Regions from separate parts of the Zea mays genome. Here regions 1 and 3 are each linked to region 2. The links are chromatin contacts, called in public Hi-C maps. All regions are on one chromosome and are shown on one strand. The core of a region is the stretch at or near the end of the contact, and the rest is flanking DNA. Distances in the headings are between cores, read along the strand shown.

Region 1 (3,518 bases), core at 80-2,579, 180 kb after region 2:
GGTGTGGGTGTTGAGCTGAATAGCTAAACAGTCATTGCAACGACAAACAAATAAAACAAAATGATATATTTTGATCCCTGCAGTTGCATAGGTTCAACACTTTCCGTCTGTGCAACCAAAAGCCAATGCAAATCATTTATCAGTTTCCCCTTTTCCCTATCAAATCAGTTGGTTTGGTCATAATAAGGCATTAGGTGTGCACTTTGTCACTTTGATCATTCCCTCCCCCTTATCTAGTACTTAGGGGGGTGTTTGAATGCACTGGAGCTAATAATTAGCTGCTAAAATTAGTTGAAGACATTCAAACAGTCTAGCTAATATTTCAGCTATTAGCTACTTTTAGCAAATTAGATAATAGTTAGCTAGCTAATTCCACTAGCAATTTTTTAGCTAACTAACTATTAGCTTAAATGCATTCAAACACCCCCTTAGTCTGTTCCAACCACAACACTTACCTGTAAATCTACTTAAGGTCGTGGTACAATCTGGTTGGTTATAAAATGATTATTCATATAAGCATTAAACTCCAATCTGAATTTGTTCTGAAACTGCCTTAAAACTAGGCAAGACCAGATCCTGTAGAGGCCTACCTACACATGTAAGGCAGCACAGGATACAGATTCCAAAACGCTCGTTTGTTTGAAGTTTGAACGTTTGGGCTGTCGGAAATCTACGTCTGTACTTGAAGATTTTGCCTCTATTAGAACAGTTGAACGCCCTTTTTTCCCACTGAGTCAATACAACAAACAGGTGGCTGACACACGAAATAGTTGGAATTCTGGCACACAACACATGGGCATCACACGACATGAGCACAGGAGCGATCGGGACTCACTGGAAAGGCCACCCCAGCGGAGTCGCTGACCAAAGACCCGTTGACCTCGCAGTACCTGCACAGCAAGATGCGGCACACGGTTAAGAAAGCAGTATGGATACGAGGGCAGTAACTGAGCCGAAAGAGGAGACGGAAGCCAATTAATCTCGGATTCCCCACCTAAGAGGCTGCTTAGAGAGTGGGCAGACGAGCACGTCGGCGAGCGCCAACGGGATGCTGCGGCCGCAGTGGGCCGATAGCAACGCCGCCGTTCGCCTCATTGCCCTCGTCGTGTAGTGGTTGCCAGGTATAAACGGCTAGCCCCGCCGCTCAACAACAAAGGGGGTTTCTCTCAGAAAAAAAACTAACTAAAAAATTAACTTTACCTTTCTAACTATCACAAAATATTTTTTTCTCTCCGCTCTTAAAATTGGATGACCTGGGCTTTCATGATATTGAGGAAGGTAAAATGAACTTGTTTTTCTAAAAACTAACAATAACAACAAACAAGATTGTGGATCTTACTTGTGATCTTCTACCTTTTAAAAAAAGGGAAAATTATTTCTTTAGCATTGAAAGTTCGTCATATTCGGAAAATACCACCAAAATTTTGCCGTTACAGGAAATAACACCAAAAAGGTCCTTCCGTTCCATACTGCAACACTACGCTTGCATCCCTGACCCCTTTCCAGTTTTCTGACCGACAGCCCTATTTTGGATGATCGCCTGCACTGCACGACTGTTCACTCGATCAGCAGCAACAGCTCAAGCATCGCCTGGTGCAGTAGCAGCACGCATCTCAGAGCTGTTAACTGAGACAAAAATACCCCCATTCTTACTTGCCTTTCTCACGTACTGTAAGCAGCAATAAGATTGAAAAAGACATGACAACAGCACATCTAACACAACAGCCACATGAGTGAACATAGCTGATTTAAGGAGAATAACAGCACATATGTCATGAACACAACAGAAGGTTTTTAGCACTAAACATAAGAGTAGGTTTTTAGCATCAAGTCAGCCTTCTCCATTTCAGCATAACATCAAGTCAGCCATCTCCATTACAGCTACTAACTAATGATAACTCTTCTTGCAATGCCCCCAGGTGATATGTTTGTCATTCCTCTAGTGACAGGACCTTCACCTGTAGAAGTAGAAGGTGAAGCTGCCATGCTTCTTGTTATTGGACCTGTCGAAGGAGGAGTTGATGCAGTTGTTTTTGCCGTGTTGGACCTTTTTGGTGTGTGCGGGACAGCATCACCGTTTCTCTTTCTACAAGAAGACAATTGTTTAACCAAAGGGAAAACAACAAAAAAATAAACTGAATGCAGCAGTAAAGCTTGACATTTTACTGTGTTTTAGGCGGTGATGGGAGCTCATCCCCCAATTCAGCAGGGGGCTCACGACAAGTCTTTTCAATATGACCAAACTGAAAGCATCTCTTGCATTGGTAAGGGCCTCTTTTCCCAGCCTCACCACTACTTCTGATTCGACGTACTCTCGGCCTACCCGCAGGCCTCTCTAACTTCGGAGGAACCATCACAAACCCAGGATCAACCACGGGCCACTGAGCCTTATCAACCATCGGGTTAATATCAAACTAATAAGTAGCTTTGAAACGTTCAACTGAGTAGTACTCATGGACATAGTCTTCAATTCTAACTTGTCTTCGTGAAGTTATGAAAGCTATAACATGGGTGCAAGGCTTGCCTGAAATCTTCCATTGGCCACATGAGCATGTTTTCTTGTCAAGATCCACTCCATGTCTCCAAGGTGTGTTGTCCCTAGTTAATCCAGATACTTCGGCCTTAAGACCACCACTTCCTGTGATTGTATATTTCAAGGATCTGCTCTTAATGTTCAGCTCATTGATAACACTAGGAAGTACTCGTCCGGTTAGCCTTGCAGCTACCTTTTGCCTTGTTGCTATCTTTTCCATGATCTTGCCCCTTATAGCATCCATGAGAATATCCACCAGAAAGCTTTTGTAGTCCTTAATCCAGTTGTTAAAGCACTCCGATATGTTGTTATTCACATAATCAACCATGCAATCTGCACTGAACTTAGCTCGTGACCATATCTGTTTATGGTTCGTTTCTAAGTACACAATAGCTTCAGGACTACTTTCTCTAATTTTTTCCCATAAGACCTGGTGCCTACGAGGTGTGCATGCCCAAGCACAAGGCCACATGTACTTTAACACATCACCCTGGTACTTTTTTCTGAAATTCTTCATGAGGTGTCTAAAACACTCTCTATGCTCAGCTGCACCTTGGAAGACCCTGAGGACTGCATTTGCCAAACCTTTGCAAGCATCGGTGTGGATTGTCAATCCATGTGGTGTACCAATAGCTATCTTCAATTGCATCATAAACCAAATCCAATTAGAGTCGTTCTCCTTGTCAAAAATCCCATAAGCTACGGGATACATCCAATTATGCCCATCAATTGCAGTTGCTGCTGCTAGCTGTCCACTGTACTTACCTGTGAGGTGAGTAGAGTCAACACCAAGATAAGGCCTACAACCCACAAGAAAGCCATTCACACATGCTCTAATTGCCACAAACATCCTATTGAAATGCATACGTCCTTTTATCTTCTTGCAATCAATCTCAACTATGCTTCCTGGGCATGTTTCTTCTAGTTGAGCTTTAAAACTCCACAACATTTTAAAACTGTTGTCCCAAGTGCCATGGAGTTCTTT
Region 2 (3,299 bases), core at 187-2,686:
AACGAAGTGTAAGCAATGCATGAAGCAGTAAAAAATAGAATTGTGACTATTATTATATGATCATTATTAATATATTCATCCCTGATAAGTGATAAGCACAAATAACCAAACGTGTCCAAGCAGCCAACTGTGCCAGCCCAATGCAAGTCCACCACTGTGCCAGCCCAATCCATGTTGTTAACTTGCAAGTACTCCACAAGGATTAAAAAAGAATGGTGACTTGATATCTTTAGTCAGGCCCAAATGCAGATGTCATCTGGAATCGGCTCTAGCATATCATATTTGTTAGTTCCCATATTACTATTCAATATTTAAACATAACAACCCTAGATGATGATATAACAGTAAACTAAAGTCATATGTTAGCAGCCCTATAAGCACTGGTGATTGATACTAATCCAAACTCACTATGTTTGACATGTATGTGCCAAAAGGAAGTCATAAAGCTACCATGCATATAAGTTGCACATTACAACAGACAGTTACTCCCCCTATTCCAAATTATAAGGTGTTTTGGCTTTTATAGATACATATATTTTGTTATGCACTTAGATATACAGTTATACACTATGTTTAGATACATAGTTAAAATGATGTACCTAGAAAAACCAAAACGTCTTGTAATTTGAAACGGATGGAGTACAAATTTTCTACAGCAACAGATAATCATGCTCACTCGATCAAGGAAATCCAACCCCCAGCTTTACTCTCTTGAAGACTTAGAGCTTGTACGTATGCTTACAAGAACAAACTCCAAGATGATAAAATGTTGGCTTAGCTAACCGACCCTATACAGGGTTTGGAACTAGAAACTTAGCCTCAACGAATCACATCACAGGCCTTTACCAATTGACAATCCAACGGGCTCGTAACAAGGCCATTAATTTGAATTGCATCAGACCTGTCTCAATGGCACTATACATGAGAGATCACGTATCTGTACCTGACGTCACGGTCGCGATAGTGGTGTCGCTCGCTGCGCTCGCGCTCCATCTCCAGCTCCCTCACCATCTCCTCTTCCTCGATACGGCGCCGCTCCGAACGGCTCAGGCTCCTCCGCTCCCGTTCCACCTCCCTCTCTCTGGGCCGGTGCCTGTCCCCCCTCTCCTTCTCCCGTTCTCTCCCTTCCCTGTCTCTGTCCTTCCCGCGGCTATCGCGGCTCCTCTCCTTCTCCTTCCCGTCATCCTTATCCCGATCCCGGTGTTCCCGAACGCTGCGGTGCCGGCCCCGCTCGCGGTCCTCCCCCGAGCGGGAGCGCTTCGATATGCGGCCCTCGTCGCCCTCGCGGCGACGCGAGCCGCGGTCCTTCTCGCCGGAGCCGGAACCATTGGCCGGCGGGGGAGCCGGCTCCACCGCCTTCTCCAGGTACTCGTATTCGTCGAACTCCATAGCTCTAGTGGATCGGGGTGCGGCTGTGAAACCCTAGACGGCGCGTCGGGGGAGGGCGAGACCACGGTTTACAAAACCGTTCTGGATGTAAAAACCGCCCCCCACCGGTAACGGTTTACCAACGGTAAACCGGTAAAAACCGGTAAAAACCGACCGGTTTGATCAATTCAAATCAATTTGAATTTGAACCGGTTTACCGGCAAAAACCGGTGAAAAACCGGCGAAAAACCGCTCTAAACCGCCGGTTAATCGCGAAACAAATCGGTTTTGCTGTTTTTTACAGAAAAATGGAAAATTTTGACAAGATTTATTTGTAGTTTGCTCAATTCACATTGCACAGTAAATATTAATTGATCCACACGACATGTGTTTACCAAAATAACATATAACATACATATGCAACCACAAACTCCAGTTCTCATGCAACAAACAATCAGTGAACTTCGCAATACTCAAATACAAGTTCTTTTACATCTCTTCAACGAGGCAACGACACGCAGGTTGACTTATTTCACAATACTCACATGTTTATCTCGAGTCATAATGATAGTACTCAGGCATGTTGGAAGGATCGTGATATTGTTCTAATCCGTTAGCGATAGTGATAGGTCTATACAAAATATATGAGATACATAGCGAGAAAACAAGATCGGTAAATAAATATTTATCCACAAAGCAAAAAAAACATATTGGTATGTGTGTTCGGTGTTTGTGTATTGCATGTGCACCTAACCAAGTGTTAGACTTTTCTCCTGATCAGCAAATCTTATGAACACATATAGAAGAACTGGAACTAAGGATTCTAGATTGAGTCTTGTCTAGATAGATAGTTATTAGAAGAACTGAAACTACTTGATTTATGGATTCCATCTTGATCAGGAAATGAAATCGAAATTGACCACTAAATGTCTAAACTGGACTTGAGCTATTGGTTTATCTTCACATATAACATATAACATCTTTACATATAACATATAACAGTAAACAACACTAATATACCTAAATTGACCACTAAATACTCAGTTTTGGTATTAAATCCGATTTTCGGCAAAAATTGGCGGTTTACCGATCTCAAATAACGGTTTTCGGGTTTTATGAATTTTTTCAAATTTTTGAATTTAGAATGAATTTTGAAAGAAAAACCGGTGGTTTACCGAAACCGCACCCCAGCGGTTTCGGTAAACCGACCGGTTTACCGCCGGTTTCTACCGGTTTTGTAAACCTTGGGCGAGACACGAGAATTGTATAGTCCAAACCCTACTATACTAGAAAATTTGTGGCGTCGCCGCCTTCTGTATTGGGCGATACCGAGCTTGGTTTTTCTTTTTTGACAGTTGATCTAGGTTTTTGTTCGCTGTTTTTTTTGTTTTTTTTTAAAAACTAAGTATTTGTAGTTGTACAAAGGTTATCTCCAGTATCTCTTACTATTTCAAACTCTACCCTCATGCATAGCACTACTAGCTAATTAGCCATAGCCTAATTCCATCTCTATAGTGCAAAACAGTGTTCTATACGCCGACCATAACCTAATTCGATCTTGGTGGCACTCTGAGCACGTAGACAATATCCGGTGTCGTGGATCTTAGCGCTGCTCAACTTCTTAGATTTTGGTACCGAGCTCGACGACAAGGTATTACCCCATCATACCATATAAAATATAATAAGAATTGTTATTCCTAAAACATGCAATAACATTGTTACTGTTGTCACGGGAAATCGATGGGTGGTCGTCAGGGTGACCAACATACGAGGAGCCGTGAGATCTTGTTGCTGATGTAATTAACTCTTCTGAACATAACTCCAATCGCTTCTAAGTGCTAGCGACGACCAATCAACACGTGCCACCTGGCATGACCTGTCAACCAGGAAGGGTGTAACGTGGTTGGTGAATCGACCTGCAATGCCCAAAA
Region 3 (3,547 bases), core at 963-3,462, 220 kb before region 2:
GTTTGGTCGAGGAAAAGAGTCTGTGGTTAAGTGTAATTGTGTAGTTTATCTTCAAACAGTCGGCATATCGTATCTATGGGACGATTTGAGGAACAGTGTTGTCAGTACACTCCAATTGATATACAATAAAATGCAAATGTTTGTTTACAGTTCGGTTGGTTTCTGATGGCAATGGCACAAACCAAATTCCTGTATTGCTTATTACTATGTATTTCTGCGCTTTGTAAAATCACATTTTACATGCACATATATTTGGAGCTGTTAGGAGTTTTCTTATTGAGCAAAAATCAGTAAGCACATTCAATGGCTGAATTGGTCTAGAAAATCTCTATTTTTATAAAGGGAAAATTATCTGTGGCACGTTGACAAAGAGTGAATTCGGCTGTGGAACACTGGAAATAACACAAATGGAAATTTTAATCGGTATGGTGCGCCCGTTGATAATGACTAGTGTTTCTTAGTGTGTTTCTAATAAATAGTGTCATTTTTAGTGTCCCACAGTTGAAACCACTTTTTTGTCAGTGTGCTACAGATAATTCCCCCCTTTTTTAGGAAATTGGTAGGACAAGGGTGTGTTTGTTTCGCTTATGGATGAAGATAACAATAATGTCTAGATTATTTTCGTTTTTGACTGAATCGGTAGTTCACCTGTTGAACTGATAAGAGAATCTAATAATCACGAGAACCTTTGCATTTTCTAGAATCTAAGTGTGGTGGGAAGCGAAGCCAAACATGTCTAGTCTCTTCGAGAGAGACTACTTCCTTAAAAGGTTTATTTGTGGAGGAATAACCAGTCGTAAATTTGTGTAGATCTAGGGTGGTAATGGATCACGATCTAAATATTTCTTTATAAATTGTTTGAGCCCTTAATTAAATTTAGTTCAAAAATCAATAGAAATTGAGCTTGATACTAATAGATTCCAATCCTTAAATTTTATAGTGTAAAATTTAGAGTCATAACCAGTTTACCACCTTCTAGGTGGATCACAAGATCGAGAATTGAACGTAAATGCAAAGGCGACGTGAAGATTTAGATACACTCAAGTTCTCGATTCGAGATAATACCCCACGTCTCGTTTGTGGCTATCACTTATGATTTGATGATCTGACCTCTTGGGGTGTCTCGTCCCTCCTTTTATAGTCCAACGAGGGGGCATTTACATAAAGGTTATCTAGTGTCATACCTGATTAGGTTACATATAAGATACGAAACATGATGCATACCATTTTAATCGAATCTAACTAGGACTCTCAGTTCTATCTTTACATGTAGGTTTTCTACTGATATGATAAGATCTTGTGCCTCCATCTTTCTCGGACGATCCTAGTATGTTTCTGTCATGTGGACCCAGTCCCTGGATAACAAGGCCAAGTGCTCAGGCTCAATCGACTAGGCCTTGCACATTGATGTGTTTTCGGGGTACCCCTGATATATATTCTTTACAGTAGCCTTCAAGTCAAATTTGCCTGAGTTTAGTAACTCGGGTTGATTTAACTCTTGAATTGAATCAGTATTGGAAGGACTACATGCGCTTAGGGGGTTGAATCAATATTGTCATGATAGACGGTGGCGGTCACACCATAAACTCAGTACAATATTAGGAACAAACCTAGAGAGCAAGCACAATAGTCGAGGGGTTTGTGGGTTGTCAAACCATACTCACAACTAGGAACAAACCTAGAGCAAGCGCAGTAGCGGTCTAACTAACTTAAATACTTTGCAAAGTATCTATGCTTTTCACCAACTGATTTTCAAGCACTTCGTGATTTGGAGCAATGGAGTTGTGTCTTAACACAAGTACATCTGCCAAGCCCTTAGCTACGCCGACCCAGCCCTCGCCTATTCCAGTCGAGCCCTTGGCCGCGCTAGTCGATCCCTCGACTGCGATAGGTCCATCATCAATTGCCACAAAACCGAGAGGTTATTCTCTCTAGCTAGAGATTATTCGTTCTTTAAATTTTGTATCTTGACAGTCGTTGCTTCGGTGTAGGAACCATTTGGACGCCCACACCAACTGCGGTGGCAGCGGTTGGGTCGATTTCGACGGGCACAAAGCACAACCATTCCGTCTTCCGTGACCTCCGCTTCAGTAGCTGCCATTCTTGCTTGCCGGCTTGTCGTTGATGCCACGCATCAGCGCTGCTGACAAGTACTCCGTAACAAGTTGCACCAACGACCGCAGCATAAGCAGACGCGAGCAAGGCCGTACCCGTCGCTATTGAGAGGTCCACGGCGAAGGCACAGCACAGCAGCACGTGTGCAGAAACTAGCTACTACTCGTCCAGGCACGTGGGCGGAAAAACTTGACAACCTTTTTGGTCGTCGTTGGCTGAGGCGCTCAGCAGCCAACGTTGCTGCTTGTAGGTTGTAGTAGTAATGAAAGGACAGGGCCGGCCGATGGCTCGCGTGCTGCCTTGCTGCCTGTCTGGTCCGCCCGCGTGGGACGAAAATTATACACAGATACGCATCATAGTGCAGGAGATTCGTCTGTTTGGCATGGTCTCTTGAAAATCAAGCAGTAGTTTTATATGAGGGGGAGGCCGGCAGGTACGGTGGTTTTTAAATCCGGAGATAAGACCAGGTCTTGGGAAGATCGATCGTTGGATTAATATCCAGCCTTTGTGTGTCATTTGCTCCTGACCTCCTCTATGACATTTGCGAAGATAAAAGAGATTATGGCAATCAAAGTAAAAGGAGCTAATTATCTTTTGGCTTTCAGAATATGGTTGCAAGGTGGTCAGTTGATGATGTGGGAGAATATTTGTAAGATGAGTAGGGAGTTTGATTGTCTGGCTTTAGCCACCGAAAATAAAGGCATGTATTTTCGGTTGTCCGCGCAAAATAACACGTCTTTATTTTTAGCGGCCAAACGCAACAGTCGAACATAACGAAACTATTTTCGGTGATTATAAAGTGGTCACTGGAAATAATTTTTTACAGAATTACTTTTGGTGTCCGCTTTCTAGCCACCGAAAATAACTTATACTTTCGGTTATAAACTTTTGACAAGTCACCTCTGTCGAAAATAACCCTTACCAGTAAAAATAATATACTTTTGACGATAAGAGCTTATTTGTATATGGACGTTAAAAGTGCATTGTTTTCTCGCACCGTCGCGATGGGCGGATGACCATGTGTTGTGATGGTGGGTTACATGCCTTGCAGATAAATAATTACTAATTATCATCGATGCCAACATAATCAGGAGCAGAGCCAAGGGGGGGCGGGCAGGGGCCTTGGCTCTCCCTGATCCTTCCGTACACATATAATATTTAAACATAGTTTTTTTCGTCAAAATAAATTTCTCTATCCAAATAAAAATTTATTGTAATTATGAAGTATCAAATTCATCGCTTGTAATAAAATCGATAAATTTCAATCCAAATTTGTCATCAGATAGTTGTGTGTGTGACCAATTTGCTTTACCTTGAGTATACAACCATCTAGAACCAAATACATTATGATTACTTGCTGATTTGATAGAAAGCCTTGTCAAATTGTGTAAAAGTTCCATGTAACAAATGGTTTACAGATTATTAAGAATAA

What was found. A called contact is a pair of places that touch in the nucleus more often than the background predicts.
Region 1: a Hi-C map of tassel shows a contact between it and region 2, with 1.6 times the contacts expected there. The contact joins the promoter of LOC100279045 here to the promoter of LOC100383130 in region 2. A contact is called at or near these places in 2 of 25 Hi-C or Micro-C datasets (ear and tassel).
Region 3: a contact with region 2 is called in a Hi-C map of root tip, with 4 times the contacts expected there. The contact joins the enhancer-like site here to the promoter of LOC100383130 in region 2. A contact is called at or near these places in 4 of 25 Hi-C or Micro-C datasets (ear, leaf, root tip and 1 more).

What each region holds. Positions count from the first base shown.
Region 1 is chr5:34,283,590-34,287,107 of Zm-B73-REFERENCE-NAM-5.0, forward strand. It overlaps LOC100279045 (UPF0434 protein Daci_3569), which reads right to left and starts at 1,330. Exons shown (of 3, transcript XM_008646604.1): 1 at 995-1,330; 2 at 836-890. The coding sequence starts at 1,095.
Region 2 is chr5:34,104,510-34,107,808 of Zm-B73-REFERENCE-NAM-5.0, forward strand. LOC100383130 (Splicing factor CC1-like) reads right to left here and starts at 1,437. Exons shown (of 13, transcript NM_001361947.1): 1 at 944-1,437. The coding sequence starts at 1,389.
Region 3 is chr5:33,879,214-33,882,760 of Zm-B73-REFERENCE-NAM-5.0, forward strand. LOC100273419 reads left to right here. Exons shown (of 9, transcript NM_001360249.1): 9 at 1-146. Among protein-coding and RNA genes, the nearest start is that of LOC100273457, 15 kb to the right of the region's middle. Within about 2 kb of position 2,213, at least 9 of the 20 cell types and tissues checked have an H3K27ac peak or open chromatin away from gene starts, as enhancers often do. A contact at or near this core is called in leaf and root tip, where this site is marked.